2 separate regions of the Anser cygnoides genome follow, and region 1 is linked to region 2. Evidence: chromatin contacts called from public Hi-C data. All regions are on one chromosome and are shown on one strand. Each heading gives the region's core, a stretch centred on a gene start, on an enhancer-like site or on the middle of the called end of the contact. The rest is flanking DNA. Distances are from core to core; before and after follow the strand shown. Region 1 has its middle 19 kb from the start of ATOH8. Region 2 overlaps POLR1A (RNA polymerase I subunit A).

Evidence for each region. A called contact is a pair of places that touch in the nucleus more often than the background predicts.
Region 1: a Hi-C map of liver shows a contact between it and region 2, with 2.4 times the contacts expected there. The contact joins two enhancer-like sites. A contact is called at or near these places in 2 of 7 Hi-C or Micro-C datasets (granulosa cells and liver).

The regions. Positions count from the first base shown.
Region 1 is chr4:6,502,781-6,509,096 of Taihu_goose_T2T_genome, forward strand. No RefSeq gene overlaps it. Among named protein-coding and RNA genes, the nearest start is that of ATOH8, 19 kb to the left of the region's middle. Within about 2 kb of position 4,756, at least 1 of the 3 cell types and tissues checked has open chromatin away from gene starts, as enhancers often do. A contact at or near this core is called in liver, where this site is marked.
Region 2 is chr4:6,343,364-6,350,707 of Taihu_goose_T2T_genome, forward strand. POLR1A (RNA polymerase I subunit A) reads left to right here. Exons shown (of 34, transcript XM_048047789.2): 29 at 547-660; 30 at 1,540-1,824; 31 at 2,233-2,433; 32 at 3,205-3,322; 33 at 4,516-4,680; 34 at 7,338-7,344. Among named protein-coding and RNA genes, the nearest start is that of POLR1A, 29 kb to the left of the region's middle. Within about 2 kb of position 3,493, at least 2 of the 3 cell types and tissues checked have open chromatin away from gene starts, as enhancers often do. A contact at or near this core is called in liver, where this site is marked.

The DNA.
Region 1 (6,316 bases), core at 3,506-6,005, 160 kb after region 2:
TACCTGTTGTGTGTCTCTTCCACAGGGGTTGGACATGGCAGGAATTTTCCTGCAAGTCTTGCAGGGCCGGTGCTTATCAGAATCATAGAATGGTTGAGGATGGAAGGGACCTCTCGTGGTCATCCTGTCCAATGCCCCTACCAAGCACTGTCACCAACCAAGCACAGAAGGGCTTCCTGATGGTCAGAGGGAACCTCCAGTGCTCCAGGTTGTGTCCAGTGCCATTTGGCCTGGCTCTGGGCACCACTGCAAAGAGCCTGGCTCCATCCTTTTTGCAGCCTCCCTTCAGGTGTATATAAACATGGATGAGATACCCCTGAGCCTCCTCTTCTCCAGGCTGAGCAGCCCCAGCTCTCCCAGCCTCTCCTCATAGCAGATGTGCTCCAGGCCCTTTTTGTGCCTTCCTGTCGGGCTCTCCCCAGTATGTCCACAGCTCTTTTTTACTGGGAGGGCAAGAAGTGGACCCAGCACTCCGGGTGTGGCCTCACCAGTGCTGAATAGAGGGGAAGGATGAGCTGTCGGTGAATCACCTCTTGGTGATACTTGCCTAAAGCAGCCCAAGATACCATTAGCCTTCTTTCCAGCAAGGGCATACTGCTGGCTCATGTTGAACTTTGTGCCCACTCAGGGCACAAAGGGCAAATGAGAGAAGAGGTAAATGCAGCTTTCTCCATCAGTGCTTCCTTTCCTGACACCTCTAGCTTTTGTCCCCCAAATCTGAGAAAGCTTTAGCCCCCTCATACTCAGTGTCTGCTGTAACTTTACCTCTGGGTGCTTTCTCTGGCTTCAAGCACCTCCCAGCAACTTCATATCTCACATTGACCCTCCCTATCTTATCTCCTCTCCAGGAAAACAGTGCCAGTCTCAAACATTGTGGAAGACCCCAAATGTTAATTAGCTGCAACAGGAGACCTTCAGAGCCACCTCACCTCAAGGGGCTGACTGGAGAGTGTTGGGAGCAGGGGGCACCCCGTGCACAACAGGGTGCTGAGGTGCAGGAGGGCCACAGGGCCATGCAGCAGAGGCAGGAGGCTGCGGAGCCGGGCTGGCCTCGCTCAGCATTCACATCAATCCCTGCTGCAGAAGAGCTCGGGGCTGCCAGCGGGGAGGCTAATTTATCACCGCGCTGGGGAACGGAGCGGTCAGCCGTACAGCATCCGAGCGCTGTTGCCGGCTGTTAATAGCAGGCCGGCTCAGGGTCGCACAGGTGCACGCCGGGCCCCGTGTGACTCCCCGCTGCCGCGCAGCTGACAAAATATGCCCGGCATCTGGTGCTGTCCTGGCGTCTGGGCCTCCGGGCTGGCACGCCAGCCCCGCACAGCCGGTGCCTCCCTGAGCGGCCGGAGCGGGATTATTACACAAACATATGGAGGTGGCCGGAGCGGAGCCGTGCCAGGGACGGATTTGGCCTCGTCGTGCAAAGCAGCTCTCGATCGTGCCTCTGGCCTCGTTTGTGAGGTCCTCACCAAGCTCTCCCATGCCTGTGGCTTGCCTCCGTCCAGCTTTCCTGCCTCCGCCAAGCCGTGTGTCACCGTCCTGCATGGTCCTCTGGAGAAGCCTCGATGCTCTCTCCAGCTTCGGTCCCCAGGCAGGTCCACCTGCTGGCTCTTGTCCCCTTCCAGCCCTACTGAAAGGCTCATGGAGGTGGTGGGGCTTGGGGGCTTGTTGAGGGCTGGTTGCACCCATCCTGCTCAAGCCATCACGGGGAAATTAGCTGGAGACTTAAAATCAGCTTATGTTGCACAGTTGAGCTCCTGGGTTAGATGGCTTTAGGTTATGCATTTGCTTTGGTTGGGTTTTTAAGGGCCATATACATTTGTGGCAATGCATGGATACAAATGACTAATAATAGGAAAGCATGCGCTGGGTCTGTGTCCACTCCTTTCTGTCCCAAAAAGGAACGGGCTCTCTCCGAGAGCCCTAACCTTGTCTTGAAGGCCAGGACAACATGCTTTGCTGATGAGGTGGCCTGAATTTCATCACCCTCGTATCACTTCTGGTTCTTGGCAGACGAGAGTCCGCTGCTTATAATACTGCTTACCTCTTTAAAAGGGCTCCTCATCTACACATCTCAAAGGGCTTTAAAAAGAAGCCAAGATCACTTTTTCCATGTTCCAGATGGGGAAACTGAGGTACGGAAAGCAAAAATGATTTGCCCAAGCAACACAGCAACACTTGAGACAGAAGCAGAGAAGGGCTTGATCCTTCTCATCTCCAGCAGGTGACCTGCCTGGTGCTGCAGCCCTGGAGTACAGGGTTGGGTGGGAGAGCTCACTGTGACAAGGATCTTGCTGGGTTACTGAGTATGTCCACTCTGTCTTTAATCACTGCCCATCAGTGCTCCTCTTGAACCACACCAGAGGTCCTCCTGGGAAGCAGGAGGTGCTTGCGGGCAGGTGATGAGGTGCCATGGCTTGGTGGCCATTATGGCATCTGGAGAGGTTGTACGTGCTGGATGCTCTGATATGACCCTTTCTGCAAGGAGAGAAAGCCGGATTAATCATCTAGAAAAGAAGTTGGGAAATGTTCTTTCCCTCAGATCATTGTAAAGAACTAGGGTGTTTTATTAAATAATTGTTCAAGATACTTTACAGTAAAACCAAATTCTTTTCACGAGTTTGCCATGCATGCACATTGCAAGAGAGAGTCTCCTTCCGCTCCTGAGAGCAAAAAAAGACTTAGCAAGGAAAAGAAAAGGTTGCAATATCCATCTGACAGTACAAAGATCTGGGGCAGGGACATTCTCAAGATCACACAAGAAAGTAGTGACTGACCTGGGAATGCAATTCATTTTAACTAAAGCCCTTGTCCAGTGATTAAATGACCATCTCTTGTTCCAAATATGATTCTTTTAAGATGAAAAGAGAAGCAGAAAAGAAGAGTGATGGAGAGCTGGGATGCTGAGTGCTTTTAGGTCTGTTCTGTAACACAGTTGGATCAAGATCCAAAGCCAGAAGGAAAATGTAAAAAGAAAGGAGTCAATGGAGAGACAAGAATGATCATGCTATGATCGCGTTTGCTGGAGCAGCTGCTCTGAAAGCCAGGAGTAGCAGAAAAGCTGCATTTCAGGTGGGGAATGAGTCCCGAGATAAAGCTGCTGTTCAATGCCTGATGGTCTCCAAGCTTGGGTGGACTGGTGGCAGGCACCAGGCACCATGGCATGGCAGTGCAAGGACAGCTGCCAGGTCAGGGGACATTGGCAGAGCATGCGTAGGGCCCCTGGTGGGGTTACCACCAGCAGAAAATTTGGACCAATGCCCTCAAGAAAGCCCAAAGAATTGGAGCCAAGAGGTGGTCAAGAAATTCTTGAGCTTGTCACTTGGTTGCCGTCAGTGGCTGCATTGCACATGCAGTTAATTGTCTCCTTCTGAATGCCTCTGCATGACCCCACTCAGGAGACCTCTCAGGGATCCCAACCTTCTGATCATAGCTGGGATCTGCCTCCAAAAACCTATTCTTTCTCTCCGATTTCTTCACGGGTTGATCAGGTTGCCTACATGGAGGATGACCTCTGAACAGTATCGAACCCCATGGATTCAGGGCCATGCTTCCGTGGGAGCTCCTCTCCATCTCACATTTGGGCTTTACCCATATGGGTGAAGGGGGACAGTGGTGAGGACAATTTTATTGTTCTTTTTCACCTCTGGAGAAGTGCCATGGTTGACATCAGCACATGATGTGCTGCGTTCAGCCGCTGACCGGACACCAATTTCCCTTGTTAGCAAAAAGGGCAAATCCCTAACGAGGGTGGCAGCTACGAGCTGGGCTTGCTGGGAGCCCTCCCTCCCCAGGCTTTGCAACCTGGCACTCTGCACAAGCGATAGAGCCATGAAAAAATACAGAAAAATTGCCTGTTGGGGCTTTGCCTCCTCCATGTTGATGTGTTTTTTTCAAAATATTTTTTTCTTTTTATATTTCAGTTACTTTCTCTACTCTTGTAAGCAAGTTAACCTTGAAAAAAAAACAACTATTGCCTCCCAAAAATATAAGCAAAAACTCCTCTCTGGTGTTTGATATTTGTTAGTGGAAGAAAAAAAATATTTCTTCTCTGCGGAGGGTATTTTCAGAGGTGCTGGCACTGCTGTCCCTTCCCGTTGCCCCATCCTTTCCCTGCATGTGGTGCCGCATCTTCTGCTGTGTGCGGCCGCGGGCCAGATTCAGCCCCATCTGTAGAAACGCAGCTTCTTCTGCCAGATGTCACCGCTGCACAGCCGCGCAGACCGAGGGATATTCCTGCAGGAGCGTGCCTCTCAGAAATACCATTCTCCAGCTCTCACCGGCCCTGAAACTGCTAAGGCTCTGTTTGCCTGGAAAAAGAAAAAAAAAAAAAAAAAAGAAAAAAAAAGCAACACACACACACAAGAAAAAAAAATCTGAAGGCATCCAGTTGCTCCTGGGCAAATTGCCAGTGATTGAGTGACCTGCTGCTTCCCCAATATTGCATTCCGCTGGCATGTCTTTAGCCCTGGCTGACGCCAGCCATCTAACTCACCCCCAAAGCAAACATTTCCAGTTGGCACCGCTGCCTTGTTTTTCTGAAGAACCGATTCATGCTTCCCTTAAAAAGTTTTACTATATCCATTTTATTTTATTTTATTTTTTTCTGGTGCGGGGAGCCACCAGGGAATGGCTGCCGCTTCAGGGATTTCTCCTTAAAATAAAATAAAATAAAAAAATGAGAGAGAGAAGGGGGGACTTTTTTTTTTTTTTCCACCTCCCTTTTTAGTGAGCATGATAAATCCATTCAGAGCGCTCCTTGTGTGCGAGTGTGGAAACCTTCTGCTAAAAGAGTTATTCTGTTCTCATTCACAGATAATTGCTCCCCGAGGGGCCGGGGAGAGAGCAAGGAGGAGAGACTGATAATCCAGGAGGACATGGATACAAATATCAGGCCGCGGCGCTGAGTGCCTACTTAATTTATTGGGAACGAGCTGTTACTCAGCACTTTGCAGGATTAGGCCCGCTGTAATTCTGTTATTTAAGCAGACACCGAGCCCAACGAGCCCAACTACGACAACAACCCACCCGGGGCCGTTGCGGAGATGGGCGGCGTTGGAGAGGGAGCACATGCTGGTTTATTTTTTACGCTATGGAAAGAATGAGCTTTTAGGACACAAAGTCCTGGCGGCCGGCGAGGGGGTGGCGGGAGGGGAGCAAGGGGACAGCCTGGCTCCGGGCTGATGGACAGACCCAGGTTAGGGCTGCTGCCCGGCCAGCCGGGATGATGTATGGCAGCATGTATGTATGGGGCTCCCCAAAAGGGCACGGCCTTGCCACCTGGAAGGTAGGTGGGTGGCAGCACCCAGCACCCCATCATGGCTGGGAACGGTCCGGACCACCACTGGTGCCTGCTGGCCCCTCTCTGAGCTGTGTGTTATTAATTATATCTAATTGCATAGAGTGACAGCCGCTTGCCCAATGGGCTGCTCTTACCAGGATTTCATGCAGGGGTGAGAATTCATCCGCCTTCCCCCTTCATACCTTCTTGGGATGCATCGTGTGTCCCCCAAACCCAGTGCTTCCAGCAGGATGCCAAACAGCTTGAACGGGATAAAGGAAGGAGCCTTCTTGTTCTTGTCTTCACAAGGATGGCTGAGGGTGGCAGGGACCTCTGGAGGCCACCTGGTCCAACCCCTACTCAAACAGTGTCACCTAGAGCAGTTTGCCCACCCTCTGGTCTTGATGGACCCCATCTTTCATTCTACAATTCCTGTGATATTTGACCCATTTGTCTGCATTTTCACTAACCATTTGGAAAAAAATTCCTCTGGGAAGCCAAGGGCTTGGAAAGAAATGTTTAGACTTCTGGCCCAACTGAAAGTTGCAGTGACATTAAAATATAGTAGGCTTTTCTGCACAAGGCTTCTTTTTTTTCAGGGAAAATAAATATATTTATCTGACTGTCCATTGAAACATCCATCACCCAAACAGAAAGGGCCTGAACATGGCTTTTCTCATGGGGTGGTGCAATGAGGGCTGTGTAGTAATTTCGGCTATTTGCTTCTCCCAGATCCTTGGGTTTGCATCTCGCATGAATTTCTGTCTATTTTTTGAATACCTATTCAGCTGGGGAAGGAAATACAAGGGGCTCATAGAAAACCCTGTTACTCCTTAAACAAGATCTTCCACTGTCAAACAAGCAGCTACCACTATGCGTATTTTACAGGTAGGGAAACTGATGATGAAATAACCCTTAAGTTCATCTAGTCCAACTCGAGTCCACCACTACAGAATCACAGAATTGTCTATAATGAGTCATGATCCCATATAATTCTCTTGGATTTATTATTGGGTAGGCATTGATGGAGGTTTTCAA
Region 2 (7,344 bases), core at 2,243-4,742:
TACTAAATTACTTCTTAATCAGTTTCTTTATGTATAAATTCTCTTTGTATCCTTATCAAATTAACAAGGAAATAGTCGTTTCATATAATCCTAATTTACTTACACATTCTCAGCATGTGATAATACTTGTTTTAGTTGCACTGAGATAAAAACTTAGCACTCTCTGCCATCAGAACAAGATCCTTTCACAGCACTGCCTGTCAAAACCTTTGGGGGAAGGTCCTTTATTCGTTGAAAAGCTTTTGCATGTTCCTTCTGCCACCCTTTTCCCAATATGGACTGTCATATAAGCAGAGCAATAGCTTATATATTTTGTAGAAATTCTGGTTTAACATGACAGCTATCACTAATACGAGGTTTTTTGTTTGTTTTTTACAGTAGTGTTATTTTAGAAATTAGTTTGTTCTTAAAGGTAGAACAGGGGATGTCTGCCATAAAGATGGACAGGGGATTTTTAAATTACGAATGTTTGCCTAAAGCCTTTGGATACAGTTCATGCTTTACCGCAGAGTCAGCCTGATTGTCTCATCTGTTATGGATTTCTAGGCACAAAATAGTCAGGAAGCTCCCGAAGAGGAAGAGAAGATTGTTGATGCAGAAGCTGATGAAGGGGATGGTGATGCTACAGAAGCAAAACGGAGGAAGAACCAGGAAGAAGAGGTAATGATTTCATAGGTGCTCAGTACTGCACTTGAATTCTGTTTCCACTGTTTTGGTCTGAGTTTGAGAAGGATAATGTCTATAGAAGCTAAACGCCAGCAAGAAAGCCAATAATAATAAAGTAAAAGGCTTAGGGAAGTCATTGGTTTGTGCTGATCAGTTTTAATTTGGATGGGGGGAGAAATCTGTAGCAGGAAATGTGGGCTGAGACTTCTGGTGATGTGCTTATTATGGTTGGGCCTGGTCCCTGTAGTTCTTTAAGAACTCTTATTTTACTAATTACTCTTTTAAGAGCAGTAAAGAACTGTGCAAGTTAGAGATGGAAGAGATCTTTCAGATTTTATTCAAAGCCCCCTTCTTCAGCTATTGGATAGATGCGTCAGGTTGTCTGTGCTGTAGTTCAACTTAACCTTATGTCTTGCTATTTTCACGTCATTAGTTGTGTTTAAAACTACAGTGTAGTTGTTATAAATATTCTGGCTGTGAGTGTTCATTCCATGCTTACTACTTCATAATTATTGTACAAAGAATGGTCAGCTGCAGTTTCAGCAAGAGTAAAATCCTGAGGGACTCCAATCATCAAAGCTAGATTATGGGAAGAGCCTTTTGGGGCTTAAAAAAATAAATAATAATAATAATTCTGCCACAGTGGCAATAAGCTATAGCATCCACGATTGCATCGAGAAATAACAGCAAGAGAAATAGAGACTGAACTGAATCCTGCTGTATTCTCTTTGTAACAGGATGACATTTTCATTGTGTCATAGGCAAGGTACTTGCAACTCATCTGTCAAGAATATTCATGAATAAAACTGCTTCATAGTGTGTTTGTTTCTGCATGTGCTCTGGCCTACGTAATTACATCATTGTTTCTTTTAGGTTGATTATGAGAGTGAGGAAGAGAATGCGGAAGAAAACGTTGCTGAGAATCCAGAAGATGAAGAGGTTGAATCAGACAAAGAAGAGAGGGCTCAAGGTGCTGAGGAAGGAGATCAGAACGGAGCAGATGGTGATGATCCTCAACATCTTTCCTTTACGTCTCAGACTAAAAAAGAGAGAAATCTATTACTCAAGTCAGCGGAGATGCGAATAAATGCTGTTCTGAACAGTCACCCGTCAATTCAGGATTACACGTTTGACACTGAAAACGAACTTTGGTGTGAGGTAAGCTGGTGGTGCCTGGAAGCAGCTGTGTGTGGTTGCACAACAGTTGCACGTAGCCCTTGTAACAGGGCTCTCTTCAGTGGAGTGCTGCTGTTTTGTCTCATCAGCAGTCCCCTATTAGTACAGAGGAGTGGAAGTGCGTGCCTCAGCACAAATGTTCTTCTTGACGCAATTATTTACAGCTGACTTTCAAAACCCCAATGAAACTTTTTTAAAAGACAATTGACATGTTTGTTTATAAATAAATATATTTATGACTATAATTCTAGTCAGACATTTACGTTCCTAAAACACACAATTAGGATAATCCTATTTGTCTGCTTTTTGCCTAAGAAGAAGTAGGTTATTGAGCCTAATGCTCAAGCGTTTTTACAGAAAAACACCACTTTTGTTTTTTTCTCTTTTTAGGTTTCCTTGACACTTCCATTGATGAAGGCGTACTTCGATCTCTCCTCTTTGCTTCTCTCTCTGACACGAAACACGGTCATCCATGAAGTGAAGGGGATCACCCGGTGCTTGTTGAATGAAAGTACCAATAAGCAAGGAGAGAAGGAACTCATTCTGCATACTGAAGGGATAAATCTTGCAGAGCTGTTCAGATACTCTGATGTACGTAGTCTATTTATAATCCTGAACTGGAGTGATCTTCTGTGCTCTACGGAGAGGGGGTGGATGATAGGTGTTAGCAGGGTTGACGTGTAGCCTTTTCAGCTCTTAGGCTTCCTTCCTTCTCCTTTTTTCCCCCAGCTGCGTTCAGAGTTCAGTGAAGCCTTTTCTCAAGGGTAAATTGCAAATTGTTTTTTTGTGCAGCAGCCCAGTATCTAATGACAGATAATTCCACACTATGCTTGTAACTGTCTCTATAAATGTTACTTGAGGGAATTCTTCCATCTAAATGAATTGCAGTACTTGGAGATGAATAGTTCTGTTATGCCATCTAGCCCATAACTCTACAAATAGAGGATTGTTTTATGCTACATATTTTCTACTGCTTTTGTTAAGAGTTCTGGTTGGTTGAGACAGACTGGGCATTACATTTCTTGGAAGACTTCAACATGTCCTTCTGCTGCTAGGAATGGTTAGTTGGTTTGTTTGTTTTCTAAACTCAGGTCAGTTATTTCTGTGCTGAATTTTGATTCCGACCTGTGTATAAACCACAATGATCACTTGCCTAAACATAAATCTCCAGTGTCATTTTTGTCTGTATTTGGCTCTGAGCTACTGTCTTGTTTTTGTGCAACTTTTGGTGGTGTTTAAGCTAATGAAAGGTGGAGGGAAAAAAACTACGTTAGCTTGCTTAGCTTAGCTTAAGCTACTTGGAAAAAATAGAGTAGTTACTGTGCTAGTTTATATCTGTGTTTTGTTTTTTTTGTCTTTCAGATTTTGGACCTGAACAGGCTTTATTCCAATGATATTCATGCCATGGCTAAGCATTACGGTATTGAGTCTGCCCTGAGGGTCCTTATAAAGGAAATAAAAGATGTGTTTGCTGTATATGGTAGGTTTTGTTTGCATCTTTGAAGATGGCCTTTATTATAATTGCCACATTGCTCACAGTTATGTCTCTTCATTTTTTCATCATTCTGATGATTATAGTGCCTTCTGTGAAGAATTCATTATTCAAGTTCTGTTTAATCTGTAGAAAATGCCCTAGACAAGGTTTTTTTTCCATGCATCACAGATTTTTTTCTATTCCATTACTGTGCAAGCTGGAAAGTCCAGAGGAATTAATTATTAACATCTGAGGAACCTTAACTATGTTAGACCAGTGCATAGTGGCCCTGAGAATAGGATTAATCTTGTCTCATTCTAGCTTTTTTAACGATAAGAGTCTAGGGTCCTTTTATAGTTAAATGTATGTAATTCCTAAAATGATAGAAGCTGCATTGATACTGCATTGTCTGAGGGTTTGTCCCTCTGCACTACTGAGAGTCCCAGTTCAGGGAGGATGCCTGGCTTGTTAGGCTGCTAAAGCTTGGCGTGTTGCATTTGCCTTAAGTGAGCTAAGTCACGCTATGAATTAAACTCTTGAAAAGAGGGAAGATTAATGCAGTGGGAGTTTTAGCAACCAGTCTCATCCAACAAATTTTTCGGCTGGCAGCCCAGAATGGTCCAACCTTCAAGTTGTTCAAGAACTGGTAGGTAAATGTTGACAGAACTGTTAATGATCTCCCATCGCACTTGCCACCGCAGTGTTACTTAAAAATAAGTACTGTTTCTTTTTAGACTGAATGTTTTTGTTTGTTTGTCTGTTTTTTTTGTGGATGCCTAACGTCGTAAACAGAAAATACCAGAACCTTGCTGCTTCCAGTGCCTAGCTAATACAGGCCATGAGTGAGAAGATAAAAGCTCTGTCCTGTCACAACTGGCTGGATGCATGTAAACAAAAATGACGTAGATCTTACTGATTTTATGTAGAGTGAAACGCTGCCTTGTTGCAGCATTCTTGACATCTTAGTTGCCTTGCAGAAGTACTGTTTTATATTAAAATGAGGAGTGCCCAGCTTGGATAATTGAGGGGAGCAGCCACACCAGCTACATACAAAGATTTGCAGTCGCCATAAGGATGTTAAAAGAGATGTTCTCCATGTTGATTAGATCCAGGGGATTAATTTAGATCAGATTTCTTTTTTAGACAGGAATACCTTAGCACTTGAGTGCTCTGATGATTGCTCTTTCCTGTGTTCTTAGGCATTGTGGTAGACCCTCGGCACCTTTCACTTGTGGCAGATTACATGTGTTTTGAAGGAGTTTATAAACCACTGAATCGCTTTGGAATCCAGTCCAGCTCCTCCCCTCTGCAACAGATGACGTTTGAAACCAGTTACAAATTCTTGAAGGAAGCAACCATGATGGGTAAGTGGTTTAGTTTGAACTATATCGCTGCAGAATTTCACATATGCTTTGTTTTCATCATAAATTTCCACTATTTCAAGTACTGCATAATTGTGTTAGAAAAAAGGCCAGAGGCTAACATTTTAATTAAGTCCTTGCCTAGGAAAATGTTCCAGACATTTTTAATAAAATTCTGTCAGCTTAAATGAAGTCAGCTCCCACATGTAATTTGTGGGGTCTGTGATTCCTGTCTTTAAGAATTAGATAGGCTTTTTTATAACAAACCTTAAAACTGTTACGGTTTGTTATAGCAAAGCCTTATAACAGACTATTAAATCTGCCTTTTTCTGTCTCTGCTTAGACCATTAAAGTTGTCATCTCTGCTTGGTTTTCCTGTCTCTGTTATTACTCCCACGTTTTCATCTCTTCTGCTTTAAAATTGCTGTTTTATTGTGAGAACAGTCTTCCTGGTTCTTAATTTGATTCTGGATTTCTTCTGCTTTGTAGAACTTTACTGTCTTTGGGGTCTCCCCCCAACCACAGACAAAGGGTCACATTCATTTGGCTAATGGTAGGATTCCGGTGCCATTTTGGATAACCGAGAGTACGGTAGCCTTTTCTGGCCCCTATTTGCTATTCTGGAAGTTGTGCAAATCTCTTGGGTTCTCTGCCTTGTCCAACAGACGACATATCTGCATGGATCCTTTAGGGCATTTAAATGGCACTAGCCATCTGTATTTTGGGGTCCTGTCCAAAGAAGTTATGTTTTAAGTGTCACTGAACAGTTTGATCTTATTTTTTGGATACTAACTACACGTCCTTTTTGCTCTTGTTTTTTGTCACTTGCCTGTTGGATGCTCCTTCTTGGATGCTCCTGTGTCACCATTTTGTTACCTAATACAAATGGGAAAAGCTGTCAACACGGTCTCTTCAGCTAGTGTCTTAAGCTGCCTGGCACAGATGTCAGGGAGGGAAACTTTGTCACTTAATTCCTTTCTCTTAATGCTGTTTTGCACCTTGTCTGGGAAGGTAACTTGGGTTTTACTGAATAGTATTGGTTACAAGTGACTTAGAAATCATCTGAAAATCAGAAAGGAAAGGCGTAAATTTGGAGAGAAATGGAGCAGAAGAGGAAGATTCTTGCACAGTCGCTTTCTCAGGATATACATCGTAGCACATGTTGACTTAGAAATAAGATAAAGTTTTTGTCAGGTGAAACATGATTACATTTACGGATAATATTACAAATAAAGACACAAAGTGCATGCTAACAGAAGGGCATGGTGAATTTGCAGGAAAGCCGCACTGGTTGCAAGTGCAGGGATTTATTGATTTCCCCAAGATGGAAACCAAGTCATAATGTGGATTACAGCAGTCTGGATCTAATTTGCTTTAATGCAGCTGATATCTCGAGTGTACATTTAAATAGATACTGTGCCTACTTACGGCCTGAATCAGTAAGACAGAAATAGGAAGGGCTGCGACCACGGGGCACTGCTAACAGAGCAGGAAGTGCCGCGAGAGCTCAGGTGTGACCCAGCAGATTGCTGATCAGGATTTGGTGCAAGAGCACATCTGCATCGGAAGCGAGATCCTTCTGGCTGTTTGCTCAGAGAATAACTCTTTGTGAACGTCACGTGAGCGAACAGGACAGTTACGCCTTTGACCTAACAAAGAACCTTTTTTTTTTTTTCCCCTTTTCTCAGTTGGCACACATTTAGGAGCAGCGGTTTACTTGTACAGCTGTAGCTGAGATCCAAGCAGCAAGCACACACCATACGCTGCTGTGGCCCAGCACCTTCCCCTGCATCCTCTGTATAATAAAAAGTTAGTTCATAGTAGAATAAAGATGACCCCAAGAGTTTAACAGTTGTTTTTTTTAACCAATTTTCCAACATACTTTACTAAAAAAATCGCAGCTTGCTGATATTTAGGATGAATGCAAACCAGCCTGGTTGCTTATAAATAAATAAATAAATAATAATAATAAAAAAAAACAACAGTGAAAGCAAAATGCAGCAAGCATTGACCAGCCGTGTCATCTGGAGAGCTTCCAAATTTCTGTGACAGTATTTCGCTACAATGAGTAACCACAAAATCAAAGGAATTCAGGGAATGTCTCTCCAGTGAAAAGTTCTCTTCGTATCTTGTCAGAAGGGTTTAAAATCCATATCAAAAGGATTCACTCTAACAAAGAAAAAAGGCTCCACGGGAGAAAGGCAGCAAATGAAAAGGGTTTCTTTTTGGTTTTGCTTCACTGATGTGTTTTTTTTTTTTTTAAGCAGTTTACTTAATCAGCAAAATGTGTTCACTGGAAGGTCAAATCTGTGTTCTCTTGGAATTGGGAATGTATTATCTTTTCCTGGGAAGAATTATCTTTCCTAGGAAGAGTTTAGAAATGTGTAGCCTAATTCTCTGCTTATACACAGACTGGGAATAGAAAAGTGTTGTTGGAGGGGAGAGGCAGGAAGAGTTTTGGAGCTCTGCTCTCAGAAATATAAATTCAGTCTGAACAGTAGATGGCAATGCCTTTCTGGAGCTAGGGAGGCTGAACCAGATGAGTATGTAAACTCATCTGAACCAGATAAGCATGTAAAATAAACTGCTTTCTCTTCAGCACTGACCTTTGAGAAACCTTTGGAAACATCTAATTCGACTTTGTCTGAATTCTGTTGTAGGTGCTTA